Linked DNA regions of Mus musculus: region 2 is linked to region 1. A link is a contact called in public HiChIP or PLAC-seq data. All regions are on one chromosome and are shown on one strand. The core of a region is the stretch at or near the end of the contact, and the rest is flanking DNA. Distances in the headings are between cores, read along the strand shown.

Region 1 (5,218 bases), core at 1,759-4,258:
ACCCTGTCTTGAAAACAACAAAAAAGAGTGGCCATCCATACTGGGCTGATCAGGGACAGCACTGTGCTAAGATGGCTTCACCAGGGTGGCCCTCTCCTTGATAAATAGTAGCAATGTTACTTACTGTCTTTGGCATTCTTCCTCCAACCCCTCTTTCTAACATAGGGGTAAAAACCCATGGTGTCTGTTACTTTTACACAGAGGACATGGTGTATTCCTGTCACCACACCTGGCCAGCATCTGCTCCAGAAGACATAAGAGGTAGGGGCCACACCCCATTCATCATTAGATCATTAAATCTCCAAAGCTAGTGTAGTCCCAGACATATTCACCGAAAGGACTTATCTTGCATTGTTTAATAGAACAGTTTCCCAGAGGAAGTACCCAGATGCAGCAGAAAAGGAACCAGAGGATGCCTCACACTGGAAAAGTTAGCAGTCAAGAACAAGGGAAAGTGACTTGGCCATAGTGGCCCAGTAAGTTAGCCACAGTCAGGACATAAACCGAGATCTGGCTGTCTCCCAGCTCAGGTATCATTTCTCTACTGTTTTGGTTGCCCACATGTGTGAGGCCCTGGATTCAATCCCTGCAGTACAAGAAAATCATTCATTCATTCATTCATTCATTCATCCATCCATCCATTTTTCTAGTTCTCTCTTGCTTTTCCTCTTCCTGTTAGAAGCCTGTAAGGTAGGGGTAGAATGAAGTAGGTTAAACTTTTTTTAAAAAAAGAAACCATCATGGTTAGTGCAAATTCACTTTTGTGGATCAAGTTTATAACATCATAAGATAATATAAAAGCTAAGTTTAAAAACCTAAGTTGTCTTAAGTTAGGTGCACACTCCCACTCTCACATTTCTCAGACTATTATAGGTGGTTACCAACTCTAGCCAGTTGGTTTTTTTTGTTCCATTTCATCACAATGACTTATAGGAAGCAGGTTTTAAGCGGTACTTAGCTTTATAATTATACTTAATAACACATGTATTTATAGAAAAAAAGATACCTTGAGATTGTGGAATTATCTGAGACAAAACTTTGATTGTCCTCTTTGGCTTTACGTCCTTACTGTCTAAAATATCTTTTTTACTTATATGCTTTTCAATAAAATTCGTAAGTTGTATTATAAAAGAAACTCCAAATTTAATAAGATGGTACAATGGTATAAGGCAAACCCATTTTTAAAACTTTATGTTATTTTTTATCATTAGAAAGATTTACCCAAAGTGGCATGGGGGGTAAACTCTGCTCAAAAAAAAAAAAAAAAAAAAAAAGAAAATCAAGGAATGCCTGAGATCTTGCCTACCGAGAACGGGGTAGCACATTCCTAACTAGGAAGAAGAGTGACAAGGTTTGGGGAAGGCTGGAAAAGCCATCAAATATATGTGTCTGAGACCCAAGTGTGCAACAAAGGAGGGCAGAGATGGGAAGGCAGGACCAGCAGAGAAAGGGAAGGCAAAGGCCACGGTAGAACCAAATCCTGAAGGGTCTCAAGTATGGTGAGAGCTGTACTCTACAGACTTTGGGATGCTGTTCTGAGGAAAAGGACCTGGGTGTTCAGAACTGTCATTCAGAAGAGCAACTTTTGGGTACATACTGCCCAAGGACACCTATGGACTGCCACCTGGAGATACAATCCGAAGGGACATTTTCCCTTATCTGGTAATAGCAGGTACTCAATGCACAGTCTTAGAAATGGGAACAGTAGAGAGAAAAGGGCACATTTCAGACAAAACTGCATTCACATCACAAGTATTAATTACAACTTTCAAAGTATTTCCTGCTCACATGGCATGCCATCTGTTGCAAGAATTCACCCTCATTTTATCCGTTCACCAAATGACAGCAATGTGTCCAAGTTTCTCCAGCAAATACCACAAGTATTGAGCCCAAACAGCAAGAAGCTTCCTGTCAGACCCTTATTCTTATCATTTCACTAAAGTATCACACCAAAACACCTGGCTGCACTCCTCCACCAACTGCTGTGCGTCTGTCTGTCTGTCCTCTTACTTGCTCCTTCAAGGCAGGCTCCACCCCCTCAGTGTATTCCCCTGGATCTTCCGCCACACACTGTCTTTATCTCAGTAAACAAAAGGAAAAGAGAAGATAGCTGGCTGGTCAAACCCAGGAGTATTCTCTGCGGTGGCTCTCGGACAATGGAGAATGGTGGATGAGCCAGGGACTCCCTTCCCCAGTTTACTTGTGGGTATTTCCTGCTCGCCCATTACTGGTGCAGGAAGAACCCTGCCATGGTTCCTAAGGAGTCCATCACCAATGAGGCTGCTCTGCATTCTAAGTGGGAAGGATGTGTGCAAATGGGACCGCTCGCAGCCCTATTTAACTTTACCATGGGTCTGTGTTTGTCAAAGCTCTATGCCAACCCCCTCAGAAAGAAATACCACAAAACTTCTTTAAGGGAGGGTAAAAAGACCTACTTTATACACTTGGTCTCATGCTAATCAGGGCACCATTGAAATCCCAGCTGAATAGGAGTCCTACAATAGCCTGGGAAACACGAGGTGGTCTCTCCACAGCGCAGGCTGCTCCAGTCAAAGCGGCTCACTCCCTGGCTTTTTAACTCCTTTGGAGAAGATGGAGAAGAAGGGGAATTAACACTGGGATCAGAAACTGCTATTCCTGTGCAGAAAAGTCACCCCACTTCTGCGTGACACTTATCAGCTTCTCTGGCCATTTTTTCTAAGGCATCTGATGCAGCTGCTGTCCTTGGTAGACGTGTAACGGAAGGGGACACAGGGTTCAGCGGCCAGCTAAAGGGAGATTCTAAAACAGCACTTTGCTGGGAATCTTAGTAAATAATTTCTGTTAGAGATTAACTGGTTGAATTATTAATGCAGCGTGTCACCAGCCTCCAATAAGAAATGAGACTGGCCCTGCTTTCTAGATAAAAAAAAAAAAAAAAAAACAAAACACTGAAGTGAGTGCCAGCCTACTCCACAGGGTTGTTGTGAAATTCAAGTAAGTTAATAATGCATGAAGCGCCTTAGTGCACAGCTTGTCACATAATGAGGATTCAGTCAAGTCCATGGCCTTCCAGCCTGGAGTTCAGTCTCACCTCTATTCTCTTAGGAATTTACACAGGAACAGGAAATACTGACATGGGTAAAAGGTTTTAAACCCCAAATCAAACTTAACTACTTTATAGGGCCCGATAATTTTAAGGCATTCTGACGGGTTCGCTTTACTCACATGCTTGTTAGTGAAAATCTAAACGCCAGTCTTTACTCTCGGAGGAAAAAAAGGTAGGCTGTTGGTTGGTTCATGGCCGAGAGTACCACCATTCTCTATCCCAAATCCTGCCACTCAATATCTCCGAACAGCAGCTGCCTCACCCATCCCAGCACAGCATCAATTAGAGGACGGTGGCTCCTTCCAGGCCTTAAGTCCTGGTGGGATGGTGATGTGGCTGACTACAGGGTAAGTATTCAAAAACATCTGCTGCCCTAGCCTCTTCCAGCTGACAGAGGACAATGCTACTCCAGGTGTCAAGGCTGGATTTTGTTGTCTGCTTGGGGGGCGGAGCAGGGCGGGGTAGAGCTCTACAATGAGAAAAACTGACTGAATATCTAAATACAGATTCTCAGACTTACATGTTGTCATCTGGAAGAATCCGTCAGTGAAACATTGCTAATTGATAATAAATGACCAATTTCACAGTTGTGACAAGCACAACTGCACACGATCAGTTTTAAAGCAAACTCAGAGTTTCTTAGCCCCATCAACGGACTTGGGAAAATTGAATCTAAAATTCCTGACAGCTTATTTCTCCCAGGAATGGAGAGCCATGTCCTTGGAATGCTTTGACCCAAGATGTATATTTTATCTTCCCAGCCAGTCCCTAGGAGCTCTGCGCTCTTACAATGCCTCAAGTTCAGGCCTTTCAAAGGAGTCCTTCACAAAGGTGCTAGGAGCCCACCAGCCCCCCTGCCACGCCATTGGAATTGCTCTCTAAATAGATTTCAATGAGAAGTTCCTGAACAAAAGACTCTCTAATAAGTTGGTAACACCTTTGGAAATATTTTTAAAGTCTCAGCTTCCTAGAAGTTCCTCCTCCTGGGCGCTGTGTGTGCAGTTGGTGCAGAACAAAGCGCCACGCATTTAATCAAAACAGCCGCTAAGGGCAAGATGTCAGCAAATGCAAAGATGAGAAATGATGTGTTAGGCTGTTCCTCCCTAGAAGCCTACAGAGGCCAAATTGACCAAAACAGCCCCTTTGGGCAAGTGTCTAATGAAATGGGCTGTGCGGCTGAGAAACATTTCTGCCACTTCCTGTTGGTGGTTGCTAACTTAGTAACAATGTGGGTCATTTGTGGGGAAGAGGCCAAGCGGAGAAGTTCTATTTACTACGTTTAATGAACGAGCTGCATCCGCAGACACTAACCAGAGAAGCTCAAAAGTTACCACCACAGCATACTGAACCCAGGCACAAAAAGGGTCCACTAACAGAGTGGCCATTATTGCTGCCTCGTGAGGCTACAGAAGGGCTCTAGTTCAAGGTCCTCCCACCCCTTCCTGAGCCTCCTGATAGGACTGTCCAGGATCCAGTATGCTCTTCTCTTCAGTACCCGGCTTTTGCACCCCTTCAAGCTATGAGCATTTCCAGCAGATCTCTGGACACTCCTTCTTACCCCTCTCCCCCCATTACTTCTAGAAATATTTTCAATCATTCTCTACATTTGTTAGGCTAAGCATGGAGAGTACCAGTTACATCTCCTAGTAAGACAAAATTAAGGAGCAAGCCCACAGGGAACGGACAGGTGTCACTCAAGTCGTGAATTCTGAATGCTCACGCATGGGCTAGTTTAGGTAGCCGGTAAGGCTTAAAAACAAACCAATTTAAATTATTTTTCTATTGACCCATGCTTTGTCTGCAAGTATGTATACCATACTGGCTCCCAGAGGCCAGAAGAGGGCACTGGACCCCCCTCCTGCCCCCACCCCCATGACTGGAGTCACAGACAGTGAGCCACCATGCTGGTGCTAGGAACTGAACATAAGATTTCTGCAAGAGCAGCCAGTGCTCTTAACCAATGAACTATCTCTCTAGCCTTGGATGCTAAAACTTTAAGTTAGTCTTTGCAAGTCTGTTGTTAGTGAAAATACAGTATATGCATTTGATATTTTTGAGGTATCCAAACAACCACAGGACACACCATGGTTGCCTTTAATGACCTTAATGGGTTCAGGGTGAGAATCACAA
Region 2 (5,883 bases), core at 3,258-5,757, 70 kb before region 1:
AGACCAGAACTTCAGAAACTCTTCCTCACCCACTGCAAACCTGCCCTCCACCCCCGCCCCACTCCTGGAACCCCCTGCTTTCCTCTGGTGCAATCTCAGCATTATTTTCATGGGTGGAATAACCATAGGGCTTTTAAACATTACTTTCCCGTCTCTGAGTCAGTTTGCTCAGCAGACAAATATTATCTCATCTCCCTCATCTTTAAGAGGAAATTGAAACAAGAACGAGACCAAGGCGAACCGTCTCTTTTGACTCGCTATGCCTCTTTTCCCAGTTACTTCGCAGCTCTCAATCCCTGTGTTTTGGATAACCATGCCAATAATCTTCATCCACCTTCAGAGGAACAATTCTGTAAAAATGCTGTAATATTAGCCCATTAAGTTGTAATATAAGCCCTTAAGTTGGCCAAAGCCTTCATTATTAGTTTAAGTTATTGCAAAGAATGAATTCAGTGCCAACTGGGAGCGCTTTTTACAGCATTGCTTGTCCACTATGTGGTAGGCACCATTCTAAGACATAAGGCAACAACAAAGAATGAGAGAAGTGTGGTCTATGTTTCTGGACACCTTATCTGGAGAGTAGGAGAAGCAACTGAAGACCAGGAGAAGAGCCCAGGGGGTGACTATAGAGCCAGTCTTATAGGCTAGGTCTCACACTGTGTTGGAACACAATGCATACTTCCTTGCCCTGCACCAGAATCAAAGGCGTCAGGACCTTATCAGTGATAAGGATTTTTCTCCATCTGTAAGCAAGCAAGAAGTCTGAAGCACCACTGGGAGTCCTTTAATTGAATTGTCTAGACACTGTCTTCCAACTCACAATGCCAGATCCAACAAATAGAGGGCTCAGTACCAAAGATTATCGGCCTAAAGCCCCAGTCCCAAGTCCAGGACCTCCTGAGGAGCTGTTATGCAGGATCTCTGTTCCCACAGCCGCCTCCTCTGGTTGGATTAACTCATCAAATGGCTCATAGAGCTCGGGGATAATACTTGTAGTTCTCTCTGGACGTGCCGCCCTCCACAAACCTCCCATGTTCAGCAATTTGAAGGCCTTCAGGCACATCCTTTGGCTTATTTTATGGAGGCCTTATTGCACAGGTGTGGCAGAAGCAGAGACAGCCCAGTCCAGATGTGACTGGACATGAACACCATCTAAAAGTAACAAGCAGAGGAGGGAGACCTGGCTGCTTGAGCCATCGTCTGGGTCTCATGCTGCATTCCTTCTTTCAGAGAATAGTGTAGAATCCATCTAGGGCAGTGGGTCTCAACCTTCCTAATACTGAGACCCCGTAATATGGTGACCCCCCCAACCACAAAATTATTTTCATTGTTACTTTATAACTGTAATTTTGCTACTGTTATGAATCATGATATAAATATTTGTATTTTCTGATGGTCTTAGACTATATCCCTGGGAAAAGATTATTCCAACTCCCAAAGGGGTCAAGACCTAAAGTTTGAGAACGGCTGTTGTAGGTTGAGTGGGGAAGACTCCATGAGCTACTGCCACATTAGGTAGGTGTCTTAGTTAGGGTTTTACTGCTGTGAACAGACACCATGGCCAAGGCAAGTCTTATAAAGGACAACGTTTAATTGGGGCTGGCTTACAGGTTCAGAGGTTCAGTCCATTATCATCAAGCTGGGAGCTTGGCAGCATCCAGGCAGGCCTGGTGCAGGCAGAGATGAGAGTTCTACATCTTCATCTAGCATAGTACTGGCTTCCAGGCAGCTAGGATGAGGGTCTTAAAGTCCACACCCACAATGACACACCTACTCCAACAAGGCCACACCTACTCCAACAGGGCCACACCTACTCCAACAGGGCCACACCTTCTAATAGTGCCACTCCCTAGGCCAAGCATATACAAATCATTACAGCCGGTATGCATACATGTCCCCACACCTGTAGAGGTCAGGTTTTCAGTGTTTTACTCAATGGCAATCTACGTTATGTTTTGAAGCAGAGTCTCTTGCTCAAGCTGGAGCTCGCTGATTGGCTAGACTGGATGGCTAGAGAGCTCCAGGTATCCTCTGGTCTCTACACCCCGCACTGAGGCTGCACACACGGCTGCACCTGGCCTTCTATGTCAATATTGGAGATTTGAACTCAAGTCCTCACCTAGTTTGCCTTCTATTGTTGTGAAAACAAAGAAAACAAGACACCACCTTGATCAAAAGCAACGTAGGGAGGAGGAAAGGGTTGATTTATTCTTAGATTTTAGAGTTCACCATTAGGGAAAGCCAAGTCAGAGCTCAAGCAGGCTAGCAGCCCAGAGGCAGGAACTGAAGGGAAGACGGTGGAGGAACCAATCTCACTGGCTCGCTTCCCATGGCTTGCTCAGCCTGCTTTCTTACACAACCCAGTATCACTTACCCAGGAATGGCACTGCCCACAGTGAGCTCCCCCTACCCCTCATCAATCACTAATCATTCTCCCCCAGGTTTACCCATAGAGTAATCTGATGGGGGCATTTTCTCAACTGAAGTTCCTGCTTCTTAGATGACCCTACCTTATGACAAGTTGACTGAAAACGAACACAGCTTTATACCAGACGATCAAAGAATTCCTCCTTCAGAAGGGTGAGGTAAGCTGGGATCTTAATGACAAGGAGGATCAAGGACTGGAAGGACAGAAGGAAGAACATTCCAATCCCCGAGGCAGGAAAGAGATCAAAGCAGGTTAAAACTTCATCATCACTGTTTCGGAAAACCAAGTCCAGGAGAGATACGGGGATCTGCCAGTCTCCCGGGGGGTTGGACAGAGTTAGAAAGTAATTATCATGGGTAAAGCCATTTTCTGACAAGTGTCAGTCAGAGTAGTGAGGTCCTCTGCTCCACAGAAAAGCAATAGCCTTACTGAACCTGACCCCAAACCAGCCCACCTTCTCCCCCTTCCTGCCTTACTCAGGAGCACGTCTCACTCACATCTCCCAGGGTTTCCGCCCACCACCTCCAGGTGTTGAGTCCTAATGTTTATCTCCAGCACAGATGTCTATTGTAACCATCTCCTGCCTGTTGACTCTGGAAGTCTGCCTTCAGCCCAGATGTCTATACTGAGCTTAAAGCATCTAGTCCCCAACTGGAACAAAAGCTCTGCTTTGTTGTATATGTTGTTGTGTGTGCAAGCCAGACATTTGGAAGAACACTGTAGATGATCAGGAAGTAGGTACCAGTGAATTATACAACTGCATACACAACTTTCATTGACCGGACTTGTCTATCTCAATATCCCATGAATAGCTCAAACCCATGCCCAAAGCAGGACTTAAGCTGTAGCTGTCTTCTCCAAACTGCCTTTACCCTCTAAGATCAGGACACACGCTGGAGGACTATTAGGGTCTGAAATGTGGCCACTGTGCTTGCCTCTGGGTTCCTCCATTCGTACAGAGGAAGAAGCCTTTCCTGTTTTAATCCTTCCTGTGTCTAGAATCCATATCTACTTTGCCCTCCTTCATGAAACCTCGCTGCCTTTTGTTTGGGCAGTGAGCATGGAATCATCTCATTTATTTCTCTCCCTCCCACATAAGCCTCTTCTCAATCTGTTCTGCACAATGCCTCCCAGAGTGATCATTAAAAAATATATATATATATATTTCTAGGTTGTCAAAGCTATTGTCCTTGCTAGGCTCGCTATCACTGTGATAAAACACCATGACCAAAGCAAGTTGGGGGGCGGGGACAGTTTATTTGTTTGGTTTATAGTTCCACATAGTCGTTCATTACAAAGCCAGGACAGGAATTCAAGCAGGGATGGAACCTGGAGGCAGGACCTGATGCAGTTGAAACTTATGGAGGGAGACCTGTGGGGCAACGTGTGTGGGGAAATAAAGGGGTGGAAGAGACCCATGTTCCACCAGAGCTAGGGGAGACTGCCGCGGGACCCCACAGAACCAACGTGGGACAGGCGTAGGGCCTCATAGGCCACAGGACTCCACTCCGGGGGGCAGGGGGGAGGCGCAGTCTCAGCCCCAACTCATGGGCACCACAGAGGAGAGCCAGTTTTGGAATCCTTGGGCCGTCCGGGGGCAGGGACGGACAACAGGTTCTCGCTCTTGGACATCCCAGACCACTGTATGTCTTGGAAGAGCTGAGAACAGAACCTCAGGCAGACTCTGGCCTGGGGGCGGAAGGGGAAAGGTTAAGGGGAGAACTCTAGTGGGTTACCACGGGGACAAGAGAGTCTGGCTAGCTCAGACTGCTAGTTCGGTGGGCAGCTTGGGTTGGCTGCTGGAGCACAGGAAGGCCTCCCGGCAGGAGGTTACACGCTGGGCTTGGTGCGGGAAGCCTGTCCTATTGCTCCAGTAAGGTGGATCTTGATGAGCAGATACGGTCCATGGTTTGAAGGCATTTATTGTAGAAAGACAGAGAGAGAGAGAAGGGCAGAGAAGTAGAGGGCATGAACACATGAAGAGAGGGGGAAAGGGAAGGGGAGAAGGAGAGGAGAGCGAGAGGTAAGAGACAAAGAGAGAGCAAAAGCTTAAGAGAGAGAGGAGGGGCCCCGAGCAGCCCCTTTTATTGTGGGCTGGGCTACCTTGCTGTTGCCAGGTAACTGTGGGGTGGAGCTATAGCCAAAATACCAGGAGCTTGGGACATTGTCTACATGACTGATCATCACAGGATTATGGAGTTGAAGAGTTGACGTGTCAGGAGCTTGTGTCTGGGAGCATCGCTTAAGCATTCGGTCCTTTGTAGATTTTTCTACTGGGTCTCCCGAGTATGCCTCATTCGACAAGAACACAGACTGCCTTTCACAGTCCTACAGAGGCCTTTTTTCTGAATTGAGATTCCCTCTTTTCAGATGACTCTAGCTTTTGCCATGTTGACATAAAATTAGCCAGCACAGCTATGAATTCATTCTACATTTATGGAGACTATGTATGTGTGTGTAATTAATATATATTATATATATTAATATATATTATATATATAATCACACATACATACATATATATAAAACATAATTTTAATATATTTTAGGTTTTGACTTTTTTGCTATTAGTAAAATAGACTATTGTAGAAAGGCAGAGGTGGGGGGCGAGAGAAGTAGAGGGCATGGCCACATGGAGAGAGGGGGTAAGGCAAGGGGAGAAGGAGAGCACATATCTAGAAATTTTACAAATAAGCAACTGTATCATTAAAAAAGAGAACTTGGAAAAAAGGAAATTATTAATGCCCGCTATTTGAATTTGAGGGGTCAGGGTTCAAGTCCTACTATTTAGTCTGCGTAGTTCTCCTTTATTCTTAAAATAGAATCAATTCACTGCATTGCTGTTTGTAACTTGTCTTGGTTAGTTGAACTTTATTGTGAATGCTTTTGTGTACCTTGAAAGACACTTTGAAAACCCATATTTATTTCAGGGAGGGCTGACACAGCCTGTGTGCACCTGGAGGTCAGAGGACACCTTTTGAGAGTTGGCTGAGGCACAGGATCTTTCATTTCTACTGCAGTGCTGTGGGCTCCAGGTTAGCTGGCCCATGAACTTCCCGGCCATTCTTCTGCCCCTTCCTCTCATCTCACTGCAAGAGTGCTGGCATCGCAGAGGAGGACCACTACGTCAGCCGGGTTCTAGGCTTGAACCTGGGGAGTCAGATATTCATGGCGAGCATTTTTAAGGGCTTGAGCCATCTCCCCAGTCCTTCCCTGTATCTTTAAATATTATTGGATGCATTCATTTACAACAATCTAGCTGCTGAGCATATCATAATTTTTCTGATCATTGTTAATTACTTAGCATGTCGTGTCATAATGAACACACTTCAATGTATAGTCTTGCACATACATAATTTTGTCTCTGATTATCCCTTTTAAAAATTTCTGCACTTAAAAATTATTAGTTCAAACTACATAGGACTCCTTGATGTGTTTGCAAAGCCGTGTCAACA

What was found. HiChIP or PLAC-seq counts read pairs in DNA pulled down with a chosen protein or histone mark.
Region 2: a contact with region 1 is called in an H3K27ac HiChIP or PLAC-seq map of embryonic stem cells, with 9 read pairs. The contact joins two enhancer-like sites. A contact is called at or near these places in 8 of 39 promoter capture datasets (the 3T3-L1 cell line, 3T3-L1-derived adipocytes, the HPC-7 cell line and 3 more), 1 of 15 datasets of contacts at CTCF or cohesin (the NIH/3T3 cell line), 10 of 484 Hi-C or Micro-C datasets (B cells, the CH12 cell line, the HPC-7 cell line and 3 more), 2 of 115 datasets of contacts at active chromatin or transcription factors (embryonic forebrain and embryonic stem cells) and 2 of 9 other capture datasets (adipose tissue and embryonic stem cells).

Annotation. Positions count from the first base shown.
Region 1 is chr4:105,168,226-105,173,443 of GRCm38.p6, reverse strand. The region is part of intron 1 of Plpp3 (phospholipid phosphatase 3); the gene reads right to left. Among named protein-coding and RNA genes, the nearest start is that of Plpp3, 13 kb to the right of the region's middle. Within about 2 kb of position 3,008, at least 55 of the 459 cell types and tissues checked have an H3K27ac peak or open chromatin away from gene starts, as enhancers often do. A contact at or near this core is called in embryonic stem cells, where this site is marked.
Region 2 is chr4:105,239,100-105,244,982 of GRCm38.p6, reverse strand. No RefSeq gene overlaps it. Among named protein-coding and RNA genes, the nearest start is that of Gm40217, 77 kb to the left of the region's middle. Within about 2 kb of position 4,507, at least 11 of the 459 cell types and tissues checked have an H3K27ac peak or open chromatin away from gene starts, as enhancers often do. A contact at or near this core is called in embryonic stem cells, where this site is marked.